Regions from separate parts of the Mus musculus genome. Here region 2 is linked to region 1. A link is a contact called in public HiChIP or PLAC-seq data. All regions are on one chromosome and are shown on one strand. Each heading gives the region's core, a stretch centred on a gene start, on an enhancer-like site or on the middle of the called end of the contact. The rest is flanking DNA. Distances are from core to core; before and after follow the strand shown.

Region 1 (5,634 bases), core at 1,300-3,799:
AAGCCAGGTAGCCTAGTCTAGCAAGTAAGGCCCAGACCAACAAGAAAGTGTATCAAAAAGTAGGTTACATGCATGCATACATGTGCATCCACAACACATGTGCACATACACAAAAGAAGTGTATGTCATCTAGAGCAAAATTAAGTAAGTTTCAAGTTTTGAAAGGAAAGCAAAGAGGGAAGAGAGAGATAGAGGGGCCAGGTATTCTAAGAAAAGAATAGACACTGAGTCAGTTCTCACCACTATCATATTAGGCCAGGCCAGGAGCCACAACCTACCTGTGAATAAGCATGGGTTTCTCCCTCACAGTTGAGAAGGTGTCTATGAAGTTACCAGATGATTATATATTCATTTATTTATCCTTTCATTCATTCACCCAATAAACATTTACCATATGCCAAACACTGCACTGAATATTAGAAAAACAAAATAAGCAAAAACAGTCTCTGTTCTCAAGGAGCTCACAGCCTAGCAATTGACAAAGAGATATAAACAGATGAATGCAAACAGTGTTACTGGGATGTGCTCATGTTGTTAATTAACTAGCATAGCATTGGCATAGTCACTCTTCAAGCATGAACAGAAGCCAATAGGTTCCCCAACATGCTGGACTTGGTTGACTGGCTAGTTATCATTTGGCCATCATATACTGAGGCCCAAACCAACACTTAGGCCAAAGGTACATTATTAATCACATACTTACCAGCTAAGTCATGTTCCCAGTGTATACCCTGCCCAATTCACTGTTTTGTTTCCAAGACAGAATATGTATATTCAGTAATTTCACCCAAATTGTGTAAGAGCAACCTTAAACTGGGGCGGTACAAAAGGAGTTCACCAAAACATAGCATGTCATTTCAGATATGGCCCAGAAAGCAATAGGTGATTCACATTAACAAACATCCTTGAGACAGTGCTATATAGGTCAAGCCCCAGTAAAACAAACACCAAGAGACTATCCACACTCTTCTGTAATAGCAAATAAAGCCATAATTCATGTTTGTTGGAGCTGTGTAATTTACAAAGCCTGAATTATAGAAATTCATACACCTATATAAGCATAATCTCACAGAATCAACACAACAACCCCTAATTGTAGATACTGTGGCTACAATTCCTGTGGCTGGCAAAGCTGAGGCCAGGTAATGTTTGAGATTTATGGAGGGGCGTAAGTGCATCTAATGACACTCCCTCTGATACCCAAACCTTTCAACCTCTAGCTGTTTGTTTTATTGTGTTTCTGAACTCTGGTTTGGCATTCCCAGCCCAGCCAGCTTTGTTACTCACAAGAAGGAAGGGGGTAAACTCCTATAGTCTCCTAGGATCCAACAACAAGTAGATCAAGAGATACTACAAGCCACTTCATTCAAAACAAAACAAACAAAAAAATAACACTAATAATTCAAAAGCTCTGGAGATGATGACAAAATACATTAAGTTCAACTATTAATACCTGAAATGTATTTTTCTATTAATATCTTTAGCATGATCCCCTCTTTCAGCAAATCATACTTTACAATCTCTAATCAAATCCTCTATCAGAGAATCATCTCACCATCCCAGATTTATTAAAATTAAGGTGATTAGCCACTCCTGCCTCCACACCCAGAAACAAGACTAGCACCACCCAGGCATGTTTTGCTGAACTCAGCCTCTCCCAACACTCCCTGGAGTGCCTTTAAAATAACTTGGTCCTTATCCAGATCTGTAGTTGGACCATAGGCACTCAGGTGGTAACAGGGCTTGACTTGACTTCTCTTAAGCTCCCGGCTGACTTTCTGAAGAAGCTTTTAAATAACTCTCAAGGCAGGGCAGCTCAGAACTCAAAGTTTTCCTTTCCTTTGGTTAGTTGTGCTCTTCCTCTACAAAGCACTGGGAAAGAAAATGCTACTTAATCCCAAACACAAACACAAAATGAAATCCTCTTCAAGAGAGAACACTTCTCAGGCTGAAATGTAAAGAAGCTGCAAATTAGGTCAGGTGTTTGACAAGTACAGGAGGTGTCATCTCTTTTGCAGGTTTCTCTGCAACATCCCCAATTTAGAAGAAAGGAAAATGACAGTTTTAATGAAGGGACTGAAGGTGGCACTGTCACTGTGTCACCTCAAAGTCAGGATGTCTAAAATAGTGTTCATTTTCTTAGCAACTGCAGCATTTCTTCCTCTGTCTCTTTCTGCCATGGTCTCTGCTTCTCTCAAGCTAGAAACTTCAGGCATCCTTGACTGTTTTCCCACCCTTAGTCCCCACCCCACAGCTCACTGTTCCATCTTCCCACATAGTATGGTCAAACGTAGTATCAAGGGTTAAAAAACAAACAAGGCTTCAGAGTTGACCTGCAGTGCAACCCCCACTGGACTGCAAATCAACTATCAATCAGGAATCACACTTTGCTCATCAGTGGCTCCAAGAACTCATTGCTAGCAAAAGACTTGTAGCACCAAGGGCAGGGCCCAACACAGACTAACTAGTATGCCCTGTATGGACAGAAGCAGGCCTTCCCCTCCCTTCCCTGGCCAGCCAGGCTGCCCAGAGCAACCAAGGAGACCTGAAATGCAACATCATCATCACACTACTCCTCAGCTCTGACTGTCTCCATTGTTCTCCACTGCCCAAGTACAGAGCCCAGCCTGATCTTACTCCTGTTGATGACTCAACTCATCCAGCCAGGCACACTTGCTGGGTGCCTACCATATGCAAACATGGTTCTGGATGCTGGGAATGCTGAAATGAAAGGCACCCACTGCTCGCCATCCAATATAACTCATAAGTTTTCTAATACAGAATGTGTGTCTAAAAGAGAGAAATGAGAGGGGGTGAGAGTACATAAAACCATCATTGTATCAGAGTGTAGGAAGTGAGGCAGGAGTGGTGAGCACACAGAGGGCTATGGGAATGCCACTAAGGGAAGACACACAGCCTCTGTTCTTCCCTCCTACTCTCAGCTTAACCAAGTCCCACTCCACAAACGAAGATCTTATTCACTATGGCCAACACCTCTCCCATCTCAGAATTCCTCAAGTGCTTATCAACATCACTCATTTTTAGTCATCCCAGGCTGACGTCATATCTTGTATTTCTGTGGGTTAATTTTTTTAATTACTTTTCTTATATGCAAGTTGTTTTCCTTCCCTGATTTACACAATACAGAGGAAAAGAACAAAATTCTAGATAACCTGATATTATAGGAGCTATATAATAATTATTATGGCAAAGGCTATATACATAGAACTACTGACAGGCAGTCACCAAGTCACATACAGACACAAAACAACACTTTTATTTCAATTTTTAAAAGTACACTGTCCCCTCACTGCTAGAACCTGACTTCTTAGCCTTTCTATCTAACCCAAAATGAGAGAGAAGACCCTTGACAGTAAAAATAACTAAAAACATTCCAAAGTAAAATCTGCTAAAATAGTAGTCTAAGCTGGATATAATGTAATTTCAGCCCTTGGGCAACATGAGCAAGAGGATTACAAGTTTGAGATCAAGTTGAGCTGAACAGTTTAAGAAGCCAACTTGGGTTGTTGTTTAGTGAGATTCTGTCTCACAATAACAAGAAAAAAAAATGTTCAAGTGTGGTAGTACACATCTGTACTCCCAGCACTCAAAGGCTGGGGGTTAAACTCAGCTATATAGTGAGTTTGAGGCCAGCCTAGACCACACAAAACCTTGCCCGCCCCCCAAAAGGCAGGGGAGTCAGGAGAGATTGTTCAGTCAGTAAAGCATTTACCATGCAAGCATGATCCCCAAAACCTCTGTAAGGAAGTGTGTCTGACACTTGTAATCTCAGCACTAGACTATCAAGGCAGAGGCATGAGGTTTGCTAGCCACAGCCTACCCAGCTTTGCAACCTAGCCTAATCGTGTAGCCCTAGAAAGTGAGGGATCCTGTCTCAAAAAGTTAAGGTAAATGGTACCTGAGGAACAATGTCTGACATGACTCTGGCCTCCACATGTATATGCATACCCACATGGTATGTATGTATGCGCACACATATAGACCCACACACAATGAATAAATGAATGATGCCAGATTTCAATTTTTAAAATGTATAAGTTCTTCAAATAAATTCTTAAGTAGTAGATTGAAAGTAAGAATCAATAGATAAAGCACACATACATGGGAACTGGAGTTCAGATCCCCAGTGCCTATGTAAATATCAGTGAGGCCTCATGTCCCATCTATAATCCTAGTATTTGAGAGGCAGAAATGGGATATCCACACAGAGCAAGCTAATTAGCTAGAAAAGCCAATCAGTGAGAGTCCCTACCTCAATAAATAAGAGCTAAAAGATCAAGAATGGTCAAGAAAAACATTCATTGTCAACCTTTGGCCTCCATAGGTATGTATATAACATACATACATCCTCCCCCCCATACACACACACAACTATATATACATACAAACAAAAAAAATATATCATGGGCTAGGTCTACAGAGTGAGTTTCAGGCTAACCTGACTGAATAATGAAGGCTCTATCTTTAAAAATTAAACAAGGGTTGAAAAGATGGATCAGTGGTTAAAAGCACTGGTTGCTATTTCAGAAGACCTGGGCAGTTAACAGTCAACTGTATCTCCTGTTCCAGGGGAATTCATGGGTACCAGGCACATACATGACACATATCCATACATGAAAACAAAATACCCATACTCATTAAATGAAAAAAATTTAAACAAAATAGTAAATAGATGCCACATACAGTACCATAATTGCAGAGCTATTCTGTGTCAGTGGTGTCAGCCCAGTGTTGTCTACTGTAGGAGAGAAAACATTTGAGTCCCTTAACAAACAGCGACACCTTATATCCATTCAGGGGGCAATACTACTTCAGCATAATGGAGAATTGGTCTTGTCCACAAATCTGTATAAATCTGAAGTAAGCACATAGGTGACTATTACAGATCAGTGGAGAGAAAGGATTATGAAGGTAAGACAAACATTCATATTGAATATAAAATAAAGTTAGATCCCTAGCTCACAGCATTTACAAAAATTAATTCCTGGTGTATTCAACAAAGATATATGACAAGTAATACTCTTTAAAACTCTTAAAAGAAAATACAAGTATATTATAATTTCAGAATAGGAAAAATATGCATGTATATATGTTTTGAACAAATTCATGCTATAAAGAGGTTAGACAATTTAGTTGTATAAAAAATTTACATTACTCACACATTAATGAATTCAATAAAAAGAAGATAAACTCTGACAGAAGGTATTTCAACCAATAATCATCAACAGCCAGAGTATATAAAGACTACCTATACATCAGTAATAAGAAAAGAAGGCAGCCTAAAAGCTCTCTGAATCATAATTTAACCACAATGGGCCTCTTAGATGATTCAGCCTGTACAGGCACCTTCTACAAAGCTTGATAACCTAAATTCAGTCTGCAGGTCCCACATGCTGAAGACAGAGAAACACCTCCTGCAAGTTGTCCTCTGATTTCCACACACACACACACCAGTACATATGCATGCAATTGCATGAACACACACACACACACACACACATCACTAAACAAACAAATTAAATAAATAAATAAATAAATAAATAAATAAATGTATGTGAGTAATCTTTAAAAGTACTACTCTGATGTCTAAGATTAAAGGATAGAGCACAGTGA
Region 2 (5,634 bases), core at 1,851-4,350, 160 kb after region 1:
CATACCTTTTATTCTTCCAACCTTGCAAAACATCTGCCATGGCAGAAATTAATCTCTCCCTCTTTCTTTAGCTTCTCTATCTCCCTCTTTCAGAAAGGGGTTCTAGAACATAAGACCCTCTAGAAGAGTGGTTCTCAACCTCCCTAATGTTGGGACCCCTTAATATAGTTTCTTGTGTTGTGGTGACCCCCAACCATAAAATTCTTTTTCATTATCATTTCATAATTGTAATTTTCCTGCTGTTAGAAATCATGGTGTTATGAATTACAACGTAAATATCTGATATGCAGATGTATGGCTCCTAAAGGGGTTAAGAACCCCTACTCTGGATCCTTTAGTACAGTGCCATGGTTAGGAACATCAGCTTTAAAGTTAGGCCAACCTGGGTTTGGAATGGGGTTACAGCACTGGCACGGGAGCCATCCTGGGTCTCCATTTCCTCACGTGTGAAACGGCTTTAAATATCCTCGAAGGATTGGCGTGAGGTCTGAAGAAATACTTCTAAGTCCTTTAACATAGCATCTGAGACACAGCTACGCCCTCCCCACTGTCTCTTGTTCTCATTATTCAATTTAACCTCTTCATTTTAGACATGAGGACATGAAGTTCTGAAAGAAATTGCTTTATGGCCAGGTGGTCAGTTAGGGCAAAACTAGGTGGATCCAAGCATCCTGGGCCAGTCTCTCTATGCCTTGCCACCTACTGCACAGTGGATTTTCCTTTATCCCTCGGCTCTGAGCAGAAAGAGGTTAGGACATTTTCTTAACTCCTTGTCAGGGTCATTTTGAGCTGATGCTATTGCCAGAGATGGAGACAGGGGCTCCTGGAGTGTAGCTCCCTGCCATAAGGAGCCAGCATGTATCCCACACCAGACCAGCTGACTCCCATATAGCACTGTGCAGCTGCCCCTGTCATTATTTTATCCTTGTCAATCTGAAACTATAAAAAGAGAAGCTAATTAGGTAATGTCACGTGTCACCACCAACAGCTTCCCCACATTCTGGGAACTGTCAAACCTCTGCATGCAGCCAGCCATTCCTGGAGAGCCCTCTTGTCGAGGCTCCTTTGCACGTGCTGAGACTGGATGGCTGCCTACATTGTGTCCTTTGCCCCATGTGCCAATTTCTAATGTTCTCTATGATTTTTCCCAGAGGTCTCACACACACATAGACCCTCAAATGCTTAGGGGCTTTTGATCCAGAAATGGCTCGCACCATCCTTAACAATGGTCCACAGTAGTTTTCCGTTTCAGTCTGGGAGGATCCAGTGAGCCAGGTTAGGTGAGGTTCCTGGTGTTTCCAGAAAGGACAGAGCCCATCAGCTCTGATAAAAGTCCCTACAGGCCTGCTATCAATCTTTCTCAGACTTTCCCAAGCTCAGCAGACCCTATTAACAGACAGGCAGACTGAGTCTTCCTCCTCAGGGTCAAGTAACTCATAGTTGCCCAGGTCTCATTTAAACATGGTCTAACCTAACCCTACACATTTAATAAACAGATGGGGCAAGGTCAGAGATGGAGAAGGAGAGGCTTAGGTATGCTGGCATCAATAGCTCAGTGATGTATGCAGAAAGAGCCCTGGACTAGCAGTTAAGAAGCCTGGGTCACCCTAGCCCAGCCCTAATGACCTGTGCCATTGGAGATCACTTGAGCTCTCGCTGACCATGTTCCCATCTGCTGTGCAAGTGGATTGGTCTTGAGGACCTGGAGGCACTCTTCCAGCCCAAGGTTTTCTCAGTGACCGTATCCTGACCATGGGATGTGTTAAAGTGTTTTCAGTGTGTCCACATTCCTTGTTTTTTGCACTTAACCTTCCTAAAAACCCAGATGCTGTTGCTGAGGTGTCTGGTCAGGCAACTGTGAGCAACCATGACAGAGCTTGGTTCTGGACAAGTGACGAGCCCCCCTCCAGCGTGCTGTTCTTCAGGGAGCAGACAGGCCCCTCACCCTTGTGGGCAGTCAGAGGATGGGCTCCCAGGAAACGTAAATGCTAGAGAGGTGTGGTGGCTTTGGGGACAAGGAAAGTCAGTTTTGCATTTCCCTCCTTTTTTGGGTGTTTCTTCAATAATTTGGATCTCACAACAGGTTCGGCCTGGCTTCAGACCCAATTTTGGCTTCTCTGGCATCAGAGATAAAAGGCAAGGTGCAGGCACTTTGCCATAACACTAACTGGCACAGACAGCGATAACCCTAACCCAGGCACCCCATTATTTTATTACCAGAGCTCCCTGGGGGGACTGGTGTTCCCATCCCAGCTCAGAAGCCATTGACTAAGAAGATGGGGCAAGAAGGTTTTCCGTCCTGTCACCCCTACCTCTCTTAAGTCAGGAAAGTTGAAGAAGGAAAATCACAGGGTGGGGTTGATGGTAAGAAAACTTGACTTTCCAACCTCTAGGATCATGAGACAGTAGATGCTGCTTAAGCCACTGACTTGTGGTACATTGTTATGGCAGCCCTGGTACACCAACACAGACTTGCTCCAGTCTCGGCTCCTCCCTTGCCTCCTCACTCCCTTCCATACAAACCCCAGAGCCAGATCCGTCAGGTTTCCAGAATCAGGAAAGCTTGCCCCGCAAATCAATAGCCAGACTGTCCCACTCCAGGACCTGTGGTGAGCAAGCACTGGTTTGCTCTGAGTAAGACAAGTTGCTTTGAGAGCCTCTGGAGGAATGCAGGGAGAATATGAAATATGAGAACAAAAGCCTGGCTAATGTTTTGAGCCACAATCATGCTACACTTATATCATTTTGGCTTCTGCCCTTCTCGAGTCTTCAACTGAACATTCATAGTAGCAGTTCAACAAGGTGGGACCCTCATTCACTTTTGCACACCTAGACAATAAACATGGGGTTTCTTACAGTCAATGTTGCATGCCCAAAGAACTTGAAAGAAGCTGAGACCTCAACACCCTCATTTTCAGAGAGTGTATACACACACACACACACACACACACACACACACACACACACACACACAGAGGTTTTGCCCTTAGCTCCCCAAGCATAAGAAAGGGACCCAGGGGCAGACAAGGGACGTCCTATTACACATAGTGTTTACTCTGGGCATGGCTATTGACTCCAGACCTTATCATTGGGTCCTCAGACTGGGCAGGGCAGGTCTGGGCACCAGGAAGAGCCAGTGCCCCTGCCCTGTGATCAAGAGGAGAGAAGGGTGGAAGGGAGATCGGAGCAGAGTGAGAGAGAAGCTACCCCTTGGACCACAATGAAGCCCCTCCTTGTGCTGCTGCTGCTGCTGCTCCTGGATCTGGCTCAGGCCCAAGGTGCTCTGCACAGGTAAGGCCCTGTCTCCAGCACTAAGTTCAATTGAGGCATCCCCCAACCCCAACCCAGGGCTGCCCCGGGGGAGGAAAGCTAATGAGGAAATGAAAAGAAGAAACCGGGATCTCTCAGGAATCCCTAGAGAAGATTCCCCAGGCCTCTCCTTCCAGTGTAGGTGCCTGCCTCAGCTCAAGGGACTCCCCCTCTGTTGTTCAAAGGTGTGCTCCATAGATGTGATTTGTGACTCCAAGCCTTCAAATACTTTCCCAAGGGGGCCTGAGCACTGCTATCCACAGGGTCCTTCCATCCCTTTAAGTCAGCCCTTTATGATCAGACTATAGACTGTGTCTGACCTCCCATTCCCTAGAAAATCTCAAAAGGCCAGTGCCCAGGAGGGAAAGCCATTTCTACCCAAATTCTGAGTCTGCAAGACAAAGCCATTGCTGCTTCTGGTCTTGAAGGTTCCCTCCTGGGTCTTGCTGTAGTCAGGCTCTGAACAGGTATAGAGGCAATGGGAGCCTTTATTTATAAATGCCCCTTTATTTCCTGATCTTTCTCCAGAGTGCCCCTCAGAAGACATCAGTCCCTTCGGAAGAAACTACGGGCCCAAGGACAGCTCTCAGAATTCTGGAGGTCTCATAACTTGGACATGACCCGACTCAGCGAGTCCTGTAATGTGTATTCGAGTGTCAATGAACCCCTCATCAACTACCTGGATGTAAGATTTCTCAAATTGAAGCCTGAGGACACTGGGTGTAGGGAGGAAGGCTGGGGCCTTCAGCAGGGGCCAGTGCTGCATTGGTGGCATTATGATCAGGCATGGATTTGTTTGCTTGGAGGATTCAGACAGTCCCCCAGTCTCTATCTACTCTGTAAAGCAGGCTTCTAAATGACCCAGTATGCAGAGCTTTCTTCAAGAGGAAAGAGATAAGTATGATATGTGTTCCAAAAAGAAAGACCCCTACTGTGTGCCCAGCTGGGCATTTTACTAGCTATTCCTCTGGGCAAAGAACTTGGTTTGCCACACCTCCAGGTCCCTGATGACATCGTGAGGATCAGGATAATGAGAGAAGGATGGACCCAAGTTTCCTGGGCTATCCTCAGTTTCCTCCCTGGTGGTCCTTGCTCTGTTCCTTCCATCCTTTGCCTCCAGCCTTGCCTCTTCTGGGCTCTGTAGATTGTAGCTTGTGGTACTTCATGATTTAGTGCCCTTCCCCTCCACTCCACCCACACACTCTCTCTCTCTCTCTTCCCTACAGATGGAATACTTTGGCACCATCTCCATCGGCACCCCGCCGCAGAACTTCACTGTCATCTTTGACACCGGTTCATCCAACCTCTGGGTCCCTTCTGTGTACTGCACCAGCCCAGCATGCAGTAAGTGAACTTGGCAGTGGCGGGAGCTCACTAGGCTAAGATGGTACCTTGTGGCATAGAGAGACTCAGGTTCTCTCCACTTATCTTCCCTGCCATACTGGCTTCCCCTTCCTATATCTGTTTGTTGTGCCTGAGCCAAGCACAGACAAGAAAGGCAACTACCAGTTAAGATAACAACCTTCATGTTCATTAGAATTGATGGAGAGAAAATTAGCCATTAGGACGTGGTGACTCACTTCCTTTGGAACACCCAAAGGAACATGGGGGAAAGTTCCTTCGGTCTGTACCTGAACCGATAGCTAGATTGAATTCTAAGGAAAACTGTGCTCCTGCTCCAGGGAGGCCCTGATGCACTGGCTCCCTTGGAGGTGTGGCTCGTGGGACACAGTGGTGTAGGTGTGTCCATTTGACCAGAGGTAATGTAGGGGCTACATAGAGATTAGAAACAGACACCCTAAACAGAGAAAGCTTGTTCTGTGTGGGACACATCTCAAGGACAGAAGCTCTTTGAAACTCTGACAACAGACATTGTCAAGGTCAGGTGAGGAGGTAGGAGTGATTTCTTAGAGTAGTAATTGAAACTCGGTGTGGGTCGGGCCCACACTGATGGCTGAGGCTGCTGCTGGCGCCTGGTGGACGGTGCTTATCTTGTGTCTATGAAGTCACTGTGACTAACCAGGTTTGTCCAGGGACAAATATTTGGCCCCTGGCTAGAACACACCTGTGGCTAGGGAACACAGCCATGGTATGCCTGTCTAGGAAGCCCCATCTTCAACCTAGTGTGGGGAGCAGAGGGGAGCCACTCCACCCCCCTGGGATGGGGTGGAAGACTCAAGCAGCATTCTTGCTTTCCAGAGGCACACCCAGTATTCCATCCATCGCAGTCCGACACATACACGGAGGTAGGGAATCATTTCTCCATCCAGTATGGTACCGGGAGCCTGACAGGAATCATTGGAGCTGATCAAGTCTCTGTGAGTA

Evidence for each region. HiChIP or PLAC-seq counts read pairs in DNA pulled down with a chosen protein or histone mark.
Region 2: an HNF4G HiChIP or PLAC-seq map of pancreatic cancer cells shows a contact between it and region 1. The contact joins two enhancer-like sites. A contact is called at or near these places in 1 of 115 datasets of contacts at active chromatin or transcription factors (pancreatic cancer cells) and 3 of 9 other capture datasets (adipose tissue, liver and pancreatic islet).

The regions. Positions count from the first base shown.
Region 1 is chr1:131,503,887-131,509,520 of GRCm38.p6, forward strand. The region is part of intron 2 of Srgap2 (SLIT-ROBO Rho GTPase activating protein 2); the gene reads right to left. Among named protein-coding and RNA genes, the nearest start is that of Srgap2, 21 kb to the right of the region's middle. Within about 2 kb of position 2,550, at least 35 of the 459 cell types and tissues checked have an H3K27ac peak or open chromatin away from gene starts, as enhancers often do. A contact at or near this core is called in pancreatic cancer cells, where this site is marked.
Region 2 is chr1:131,658,776-131,664,409 of GRCm38.p6, forward strand. Ctse (cathepsin E) reads left to right here. Exons shown (of 10, transcript NM_007799.3): 2 at 3,101-3,291; 3 at 3,838-3,994; 4 at 4,536-4,653; 5 at 5,509-5,627. The coding sequence starts at 3,221. Among named protein-coding and RNA genes, the nearest start is that of Ctse, 23 kb to the left of the region's middle. Within about 2 kb of position 3,101, at least 8 of the 459 cell types and tissues checked have an H3K27ac peak or open chromatin away from gene starts, as enhancers often do. A contact at or near this core is called in pancreatic cancer cells, where this site is marked.